Linked DNA regions of Hordeum vulgare: all the other regions are linked to region 2. The links are chromatin contacts, called in public Hi-C maps. All regions are on one chromosome and are shown on one strand. Each heading gives the region's core, a stretch centred on a gene start, on an enhancer-like site or on the middle of the called end of the contact. The rest is flanking DNA. Distances are from core to core; before and after follow the strand shown.

Region 1 (3,171 bases), core at 214-2,713, 360 kb before region 2:
GCAGTCAGGATGTATATACGGTGCTCATCTATGCTATTGGATTGCATGATCTGTTATTCGAGTTTGCGGACATCATGATAAGGTTTTTTGTGAGATATCCCAATTGGTGTTCACATTACATATTATGGACTCACGGTCACCTCGGTGGCTTGGGCTTGCCAACCTGATGCAGTCGCCAGCACGCATATTGGAGTAGTACTTTTTTTTAATGAATTCAGTAGTATTGATATTTCTACACGGCAACCTGGATTTACTGCATCAGTAATTAAGCATTGATATTTCTACGTGGCTACGTGGATTTACTATGATGAAATTTACGTTCCAACTCCATCGAGTTTGAATTGAAAAACAAAGAGCCAAGGTTAAAAGTGAAATCGCACGTACGTTGTGCTCGAAGACGCATGCAAGGAAGGAAATACTCCTACTAGTGACCGTGCATCAAATCGTCCATTTTATTAACGCGTCGAGATCGACAGCAACAGCAGGACATGACAGACCGGAGAAACAGAAACTGAGGACATGACAGACCGGAGAAACAGAAACTGAGACGGCCGTGTGGAGGCAGACACGCCGCAACGACGGCATAAATGACCACCTTGGTTATTACTCCGTAGTTTACTCTGTAACTTGCTTGCATCGTTTCTTCGTTTTGCCTCAAGCCGCTGCCGTTCATGCACGGGGAAAAAGGAGAGCGAATCAAGCTTAGAAAAGGAGTATAAATAAACAAGACCGAAACAGGAATTATGTATGCATGGAGGGTTGTGGGCGGGCTTACAGCAGTTGACTTGTCCGATGTTGCAGCGGGAGGGGAGGCTGTTGATGATGCCCATGGTGCTGCAGGCGCAGTCGCGCGAGATGGAGCTGAGCGCGCCGCAGCACTCGGCGCTGGGGTCGGCCGCGCCGGGCACCAGGTAGGCGCGGCACGCCAGCAGCCGGTTCAGCTGCGGCACGCACTCCCCCGGCCGCTGCGCCTCCGCCGCCGGCCCGAGGCCGCCGGCCACCAGGAGGACGAGGGACACGGCCAGCAGCGCGCGCGGAACGGTGCTCGGCGCCATCGTACCGTACGTAACGTCTTCTTCTCTCAAACGCTGGCGTGGGCTCCTCGAGCTTCTGCTGGCTGGCTGGCTCGCTGTTGCAGTGCACGCCGACGCGCTGTGGTATTTATACGGATTTGAGGAAGGGCGGAGGCGCGGCGAGCTTTGCATGGCTCACCTAGAGCTGGAACTTAGAAGGCGATGACGCACCATGCACGGAGGGAGCGGTGGAGCAGCCGTTCGAGCACCTGCAGGCTTTGTGTGAGCTACCGAACGATCGTCACGCGCCTGGGCGCATCACGCTCTTGAGATCTTCGCTTCTTTTCCGGCGGTTTGTACAGTTTTTTTTTAAATAACAATTCCGGCGGGCTTGTCCAGTTGTCTTAGTCTACTGCTGGATCTGTTTCTGTACGCGGCTGCCAGTGCCATGCATGCCGGTGTCGGCAGCTCTTGCTAGCGGGGTACCTAGAAGAAGTTGCAGTTGCAGCCTTGAAAAATGTTCATTACGTATTAATAAAAATGTTCATCGCGCAGTTGAAAGGTGTTCGTGATGTATTTGGAAAATATCATTGCGTATTTACAAATCATTTGCCGGGTATTAAGAAAAAACATTCATCACAGATAACGAGAAGTATTCACCAAAAATTGTTCGTCGGGTATCGGAAAAATCTTTGTCTGATGTTCATGAAAATGTCCATTACATATTATAAAATTGTTCACCACGTATTTGGAAATCAAATCTTGCGTTTTTGAAAATAAAATCATGATGTATTTGAAAGAAAAATTACGATGTAGTTTTAAAATATTTGCCGGGTATTTCAAAAAATGTTCATCGTGAATTGCAATATTGTTTACCATGTATTCAAAAAGATTTCATTGCACATTTAAAAAAACTATTAATGTATTTTTTTTGCAGGACTCATCAAATATCATGATAGTACAAAATAACATCAAAAGTAATTAAAAAAATATTCATGTCCATAGACAACTCAACAACGACTATAAAGGCCAGTTATTTTGATGGCTTTTAGAATAAGCTGAAAGAAGTTGCCTTCTATCCAGCTTATTTTTAAAAGCCCAACCAAATTTATTTCTATAAAAGCCTACTAATTAAGACTTGATTAGTAGGTTTTTGAAAAAATAATTTTGATTAGGTGGGTGGTTGACAACTTATTCTAGAATCCCTAAAAAGCTACCAAAAGATTTGGCCCAACATTGGAACCAGCCGAAGGCGTATTATCGTCATCGCGTCTGTCTTATAGAAGCTTGGCAAATTTTGTTGTAGTAAACAGTTAGAAAGTCGTCATGCTAAGACCTCAAAGAACCAATACACTAAAATAACAACCGCCGCTGATAACACAGAGACATAGATCAAAATAATCCAATCCGTAGAGACCCGAACACGGACTAACAAAGACATGATCCGTCGGAGACACACGTCCACATGCCATCCAAATCCAACAACGCGAACGCACCATGGAGACGGGATTAGGTGAAAAACCTTATTCCATCTTCAGGGATCCATCGTCGCCTCGTCTTCCTAAGCAAGGTCCAAGCCCTAAACAAAAAAAACTAGAAATTAAGTAGAAGTCCTCCCATCGGCAATGGCTTGGATCCATTGTGCCTCCATGGCCTAATGCGAGGAGAGACGATGCATATCGGCAATAGTGGTGGCGGGAGGCGACGGAACCATAGGCGTGTTGGAGTCACTCGTTGGGAGAAGAAAAAAGTTTCACGTCTTAGGGTGTTCATGTTTTTTCAGCAAAAAATCAACATTTTTTTAAATCCATGTATTTTTTAAATACAAGTTTTAAATCTAATTAACGAACGGAAAACAAAAATGAAAACAAAAAACAAACAAAAAGAAAACATACAAAAGGTGAAGAAAAAGAAATACTCCCTCCGTCTCAAAATTTTTGTTATAGATTTGTCTAGATATGAATGTATATAATCACATTTTAATATTTTAATTAATTTATTTCTAGACAAATCTAAGATAAATTTTTTGAGACGGAAGAAGTAGAAAATATGGAAAAGAAAACGAAAATCAGAAGAAAGCAAGAGAAAACCCCGAGCATACTACTCTCCAGTCCACATGGATAGAGCGATTAACCTTAAAAAAAGACGTTTGTTGCAT
Region 2 (3,159 bases), core at 80-2,579:
TGCAAAAGCAAGCCCCTTAGCCAGGCTGAGAGGAACGCAGGAATCGAGCGTTCCTGCGATGCAGCCTCCCGCCTGCACCTGCGCTTCCACTCCCAGGCGCCGCCGCCGCCGTCCTCTCCCACGCGTCGCCGCCGCCGTCCTCTCCCAGGCGCCGCCGCCGCCCTCCTCTCCCAGGCGCCGCCGCCCTCCTCCTCTGCCAGGCGTCGCCGCCGCCGTCCTCCTCTCCCAGGCGCCGCCGCCGCCCTCCTCTCCCAGGCGCCGCCGCCGTCCTCCTCTCCCAGGCGCCGTTGCCGTCCTGCCATGGTCAAGTCGCTGCGCGCCGGATCCTACCGCCCCGCCCTGCCGATCTCCATTCCCCATCTGGTGCAGCCATCTCATGCATGTTCACCAAACACTCATCTCTTCTCATCTTTGCATCAAGTCAACCTGGCCATACTCATCCTGGATCCCTCATGCGATGCAGCCAGAAGCTAACCAGGGAACCAAACACGCCCCAAGTGTTCCAGGTTCCATCATAGCAGCAACAATTAGCATACAATCAAAATATGCAAACAAGCTTGGGTGTCCCGACTTCCAAGTTCCAAGGCATGCATGATTGGCGAATGAAGGATGCTCTCCCGCTGGTTCCTCCCAGAGACCGACACTTGGGCTGGATAGATAGATATATGGCATATTTCTGTCAACGCCCACGTACGTACTCCTACTCCTACGTACACTCCAAGGTTCACAAGGAGAAAAGACTTTACAATGGTGTGCACATGAAGCATGCAAATGCCGATCCATATGAAAAGAATATTCAATTGAAATCTGGTAGTAGTAGGTAGGAGGGGAACGAATAGGACCGGTGAAGCGGCCGGCGAGCTCGATCGCCTCAAACAAACAGGCGGGGTGGCCTGGCTTTGCTTGGAGGCGAAGGCCGGCAACGATGGTGAGAAGGAGGGAGCAGATGAGGAGATCCATGGATGGATGGAGCCGTCCAGGGCAAGCCAATGCCCAATTGCAACCAACCACCAACCCGAGCCACCCACCCGAACCCCTCACCAACCCGGAACGGACGCGTCGATCCATTCAAGCGTAGGTACTCCTACACGGAAACGCGCCACCTCGACCACTCAGCCCGCGCGCGGTTACTGTCTCTTCTTCGTACTACTAGTACCTCCCTCCTGTCTGGCCCTGCACACCCAGCCGTACGTTGATGACACTGATCATCACTGGGTGAAAACCTAGCCGTAATTTCAGGTCAATTTACAGCGAGATCAGGTGCAAGCGTGCAATGCCATTGTGTAGAGCCCCCACACCAACACTTGTTTAACAAACTGCATGTTGCTCGCTTGCTTCGTTCTTATTTATCTATCACTATAAATATTTCTCTGCTCCCCTTCCACGCCCCGCCCTGTCTCTTATTACTTGTACCCTGTCCCTCCCTCCCACACAACCTGACACCCACTTGCTTCTTCTTCCTCCTCCTCTTCCTGATTTCTCCAATTGGGGATCGCAATTTTGGTTTCTTGCAGCCTCTTCCTGCACAGCTAGCACATAGAGAAAGAGAGAGAGAGAGAGAGCATCGATAGCAACACTGATTAGGCTAGCTAGATAGATTAGCCTCTGCGGCTCTGGCCATCACTACACAAGCTTGATTGATTAGGATTAGGATTAGGAGGAGACCGAAGCGAAGATGATGCGCGGGAAGGATGAGAGGCCCGCGGCATTCTCCCCGATGAGGGAGTCGGTGGCGGCCGCGGTGCAGGAGGAGGTGTGGGAGGTCCGGCCGAGCGGCATGCTGGTGCAGAAGCGCACCCCGGACTCGGACCCTCCCCCCGGCGGCGCGCCCGTCCCCACCATCCGCGTGAAGGTCAAGTACGCCGGCGTGTACCACGAGGTGTACATCAACTCCCAGGCCTCCTTCGGGGAGCTCAAGAAGCTCATGTCCGAGAAGACGGGGCTGCACCCGGACGACCAGAAGGTGGTGTACAAGGACAGGGAGCGGGACTCCAAGGCCTTCCTCGACATGGTCGGCGTCAAGGACCGCTCCAAGATGACGCTGCTCGAGGACCCCACCGCCCAGGCCAAGCGCCTCATCGAGGAGCGCCGGAATGCCAAGGCCCAGCGCGCCGCCAAGGCCGTCTCACGCGTCAGCCTCGACGTCGACAAGCTCGCGTCCAAGGTCAGCTCTCAGCTCTCAGCTCTCAGCTTCCTTTCCTTTCCTTCCATCACCGCGTATCGCATCCAATCCTCCCTACTCCTGTTCCTGTTTGATATTCATGGGTGGGCGTGCGTGCTTCGCAGGTGTCGGCGCTGGAGACGATCGTTAGCAAGGGCGGCAAGGTGGTGGAGGCGGACCTGGTGACGCTCACCGAGGCGCTGATGAGCGAGCTGCTCAAGCTGGACGCCATCGTCGCGGACGGCGACGTCAAGGCCCAGCGCCGGATCCAGGAGAAGCGGGTGCAGAAGAACGTGGAGACGCTGGACGCCATCCGCGCCAAGATGACCAAGACCAACAACACACCTGCTGCCACGCCCAACAAGGCCCGGGCGCCGCACCTGCCCCCTCGTCCGCCGCCGGCACAGCAGCATCAGCAGCGCCGCCAGTTCCAGCCCGCTGCGCCCACCACGGCGACCGCCCCCGCGCCACAGACCGCGACGGCCAGCTGGGATACGTTCGACCTGCTGTCCTCCGCGCCCTCTTCATCGTCATCGGCACCGGTGTCCACCATGGCGCTCGCGACCACCACCTCGCCGTCCCCGAGGTTCGAGTGGGAGCTCTTCTAGACGTCCCTGCGGGATGGGGCCACCCACCCGCCACATGCGTGTACACGTTCATTGGCTCGATCAGCCTCATCTCCGTCAACTGTCACATTGTTCCCTTCTTCTCTCTCCATCTTTCTTTTTTTCTTTTCGAGTGTATATTGATCTCTTCAGAAAAAGGCAACAGCTCCAGTGATATGATTGTGCTCCGAAATCCACATGAAGAAGATACGCACACCCATGATCTCTATGCATCCGGTGTGGTGTGCTGTGCTGCAAATAAGTGGTGGTGGCCTTATGTTGATGAAGGAATTTCCACGCCAAATTTGTGTATAGTATTGTACAGTGTACATCAAACCATCAATTACCATTACATGTGCCTGTCTTATTCGTGAGGGGTGTACTACCGTATAT
Region 3 (3,138 bases), core at 532-3,031, 340 kb after region 2:
GAGCCGGTGATGAAGATGCCGACATCGACAACAAAGCTCGGTTCCGACGCGTAGATCGCGCCGGAGACGATCTAAATTCTCATCGCACCGCGGCGACTACCAACAGTCCCTCAATTAAAGCAATAGTGTCATTGTAAAAATCCAACATATCCTGTAGTAGGGATCCTAAGCTAGGCGTCTTGGGGCGATGGTAACATGGACACATGATTTTACCCAGGTTCGGGCTCTCTCAAGAAGATAATACTCTACGTCCTACTAGTAATTGTATTGAGATGGGGATAGCACATAGTACAGGTATCTACCACGAGATTCTTGTAATGAATATGAAATTGCTTATTGACTATTATGGCCTCGGTTTATATAATGTACCAGAGGCCTAGGGTTTAGAGGAGTCCTTGTCTTATGTGCCAAGTCTCGTGAAATCTCCCTTGTATGCATTATGGGCTGCCCGAAGTAGCCCATTATTAAACCGCCATGGGAGTTCTCGGTCCGACCCACCTGGTGGGGAGATGATATGGTAAGTACCCCCTAGTCCAGGACACCATCACATGTGAAACATACAGATGAGTCCGTCTTTCAACCGGGGCTTGGATTCACGTTCGATCCTCTGTTCAAGCGTGATAACTGTTCGGCGTTTCAGATATCGCATTATATGCATCAGTTTTGAATTGTGATTTTGGTCAATGTTTGGGTTACCCGGCTCTTGTGCTTGCCTCCTATGTTCCGCTTTGTTCGGATATGAGTGTAAAGGGAGAACCACAACAATTGTGCTTCCAGCTCGAATGATCAAGCGCATTAGTGGAGAAAGCAGAAAATTGACTGCCACGATTGACGTAAACTGATTGGAGATCCGAAGACCGTGTGAAACTAAATATCATTAGTGGTTATGCCGTGTTAAATGAAGGGTTTTCGTCACAAGAACCGAGGTGTTAAAATAGGTGCTCCTCGGCTAGTACGATCACAACTACACCGGGGCTAGGTCAATTACCCCACAATTTAAGCTCATATGACTAAGTGAAATTTATAAAGCCACCATAGTATGATTGCATAGTTCGTTCGAATACACAACCGTCTAGGGGGCCCAGAGACGTTGGCTAATGGTTCACACATTTTAACGAACACCCCGCGTAGCATCTATAAGGGGTAGAAGCTGACGACTCGCTACTTTCAGAATTCAACACGGTGCACTGGAGTCAATATAACACGTCAAATAAAAACGACCGACAAGCATAATATTACTTGTTTTATACAAACTTCTCCTCTGCATACCGATGTATCTTTAAAAACGTAGTTCGAACTTTGCACATTGCGCTTTGGTCACTCACGTGCCTAAATGGACCTCGGTCAGAAACTATTCGGGCGTCCGATTCTTCCCTCCGGGAGGCCCAGACGCAATGTCCAGCGGCTTGATCTTCGGAAAATGCGCCATCAGTGACGCATATGCCCACTCAGCATCCTCCAAACAGGATGACCGGTTCTAGTTATCTACCTGGGACTGGCATCTCGCAGGTTGTTCACCATGCCGAAGAAGCTATCGATATCGGCTTGGCAGGCCAGAGGTTGACGCAGAGGTCTTCCATTACCAGACACACCGCGCTGAACAGCTCCGCCAGTTGCTTCGTTTGATTGCCCGCAAGAGGCGGGTGCGCGGGCGCCTGGAATTGAGCCGAGGAGGCTTTATCCACGGAATCATCAGGATGGGCGGCATAGTGGGAGCCTGCGTCTGAAGTACTCCACGGCAAGTCCCTAAATGGTATCCTCTGAAGCACGCCAGATTTGCATAAGATGGGCAAATCTGTATCTGTTGTCACCTCTTTTTCCTGGGCCAGCTCTTCCTAAATGGTAGTATCACATTGAGCGTAAAGCCCCTTCAGGTCTTCTTCGACCATCATGACGTGGGCCGCATGATTTTTGCCAACCTCTTTTTCTTGGTCCAGCTCTTCACTGGCCCGCTTTGCTATAGCCCTTTGCTGCTTGACTTCCTGTTAAGATTTTTGCAGCTCGGACCAGAGCCTTTCAAGCTCCACGGAGGAAGCTGTATGATTTAGAGCTCCAATCAGCCACATCATTATTCAAGTATAAATTTAAAATACTAAAGCTTTTTGGTACTTACCTTGGGTTTCCTCCATCTGCTTCTTGAGTAGATCCATGTTCTTCTCGGACCGATCGAGCTTATGATTCAGTTTTTCCAACTCTTTCGAGTTGGATACCGAAGCCGAGGCCAACACCTAAAAAAGACACTGTTATCTTCCTTAGAAGATTTGATCCCTTGGTAGGAATTATTTATCCAATCAGGGTCTCGGTGCAACTATGCATTCGCCCTTATAAATTTTCTATTCTTTATTAAGACCCTCGAGTAAGATCTTTGTATCGGCTCGGGGGCTGCTGTGGTGTAGTGGTATAAGTCTTCACACAACTTAGTTTCTACTTATCCGCTAACGGCTATCGGATACATCTAGTACTAACAACTCTATGTGTTGATGTAATTTCTTTTTTTATGATTAAAGGGTACCTTAAAGCCTTGTAGAGCCCTTTAAAGGCCTGCATCATACCGGGCTCGAGGGACCGGTAATTTTGTAGCATCGTGCCTAGAAGGACGCGGTGCTCGATGATGATGGAGGGGGCCGTCATGAATGCCTCCATCTCTTTGGTCCAACCCATGGGCGTTTGCCTTCCTGCAGGCGGGGATGGATGGTCCACCTTGATCCTCTCCATTAAAGGAAGGACTGCCACCGTGGTAGGCTGACGAGGTAGCTCTGGACCAACATGGGCCGAGGTCATCGGTTGCCCCAGCTTTTCCCCTTCCATGGAGGAAGGGCCTTCCCCAAGTGGGTCCTTGGGGAACGAGGTCCCCACCTCAGCCACAGGGACATCGATGGTGTCCCTCGTGGTGAGCACATGTGAGGCCTGCTAAGAAGTCACCTCCCCTAGCCCGTCATGGGAAGGAGGGGAAGGGAGATGCTCCTGTGGCGCACTATGCGTGGGAAGCCCGGTCGATGAGTCATTGTCGCTTATTCGGGAGCGTTGCAGGTTGTAGAATACAAGTGCCTAATTAATTTTGTGGGGGGGAGGAGTCGGTGCACGTGAAACGCTTTTGGAAATAAAGCTTGTAAAGGTCATACCACCTCGGTGGTGGTC

What was found. Hi-C and Micro-C count contacts between places; a contact is called where the count stands out from the background.
Region 1: a contact with region 2 is called in a Hi-C map of leaf, with 5 times the contacts expected there. The contact joins the promoter of LOC123407308 here to the promoter of LOC123410851 in region 2. A contact is called at or near these places in 3 of 6 Hi-C or Micro-C datasets (leaf and seedling).
Region 3: a contact with region 2 is called in a Hi-C map of seedling, with 3 times the contacts expected there. The contact joins the enhancer-like site here to the promoter of LOC123410851 in region 2. A contact is called at or near these places in 4 of 6 Hi-C or Micro-C datasets (leaf and seedling) and 1 of 1 datasets of contacts at active chromatin or transcription factors (embryo).

The regions. Positions count from the first base shown.
Region 1 is chr7H:228,629,039-228,632,209 of MorexV3_pseudomolecules_assembly, reverse strand. LOC123407308 (non-specific lipid-transfer protein C4-like) reads right to left here and starts at 1,463. Exons shown (of 3, transcript XM_045100413.1): 1 at 1,447-1,463; 2 at 776-1,044; 3 at 542-662. The coding sequence starts at 1,463. The coding sequence ends at 655. LOC123407307 (plant UBX domain-containing protein 8-like) reads left to right here. Exons shown (of 10, transcript XM_045100412.1): 10 at 1-97.
Region 2 is chr7H:228,266,374-228,269,532 of MorexV3_pseudomolecules_assembly, reverse strand. It overlaps LOC123410851 (BAG family molecular chaperone regulator 1), which reads left to right and starts at 1,329. Exons shown (of 2, transcript XM_045103787.1): 1 at 1,329-2,164; 2 at 2,287-3,133. The coding sequence starts at 1,676. The coding sequence ends at 2,769.
Region 3 is chr7H:227,931,179-227,934,316 of MorexV3_pseudomolecules_assembly, reverse strand. No RefSeq gene overlaps it. Among protein-coding and RNA genes, the nearest start is that of LOC123410851, 340 kb to the left of the region's middle. Within about 2 kb of position 1,781, at least 3 of the 3 cell types and tissues checked have open chromatin away from gene starts, as enhancers often do. A contact at or near this core is called in leaf and seedling, where this site is marked.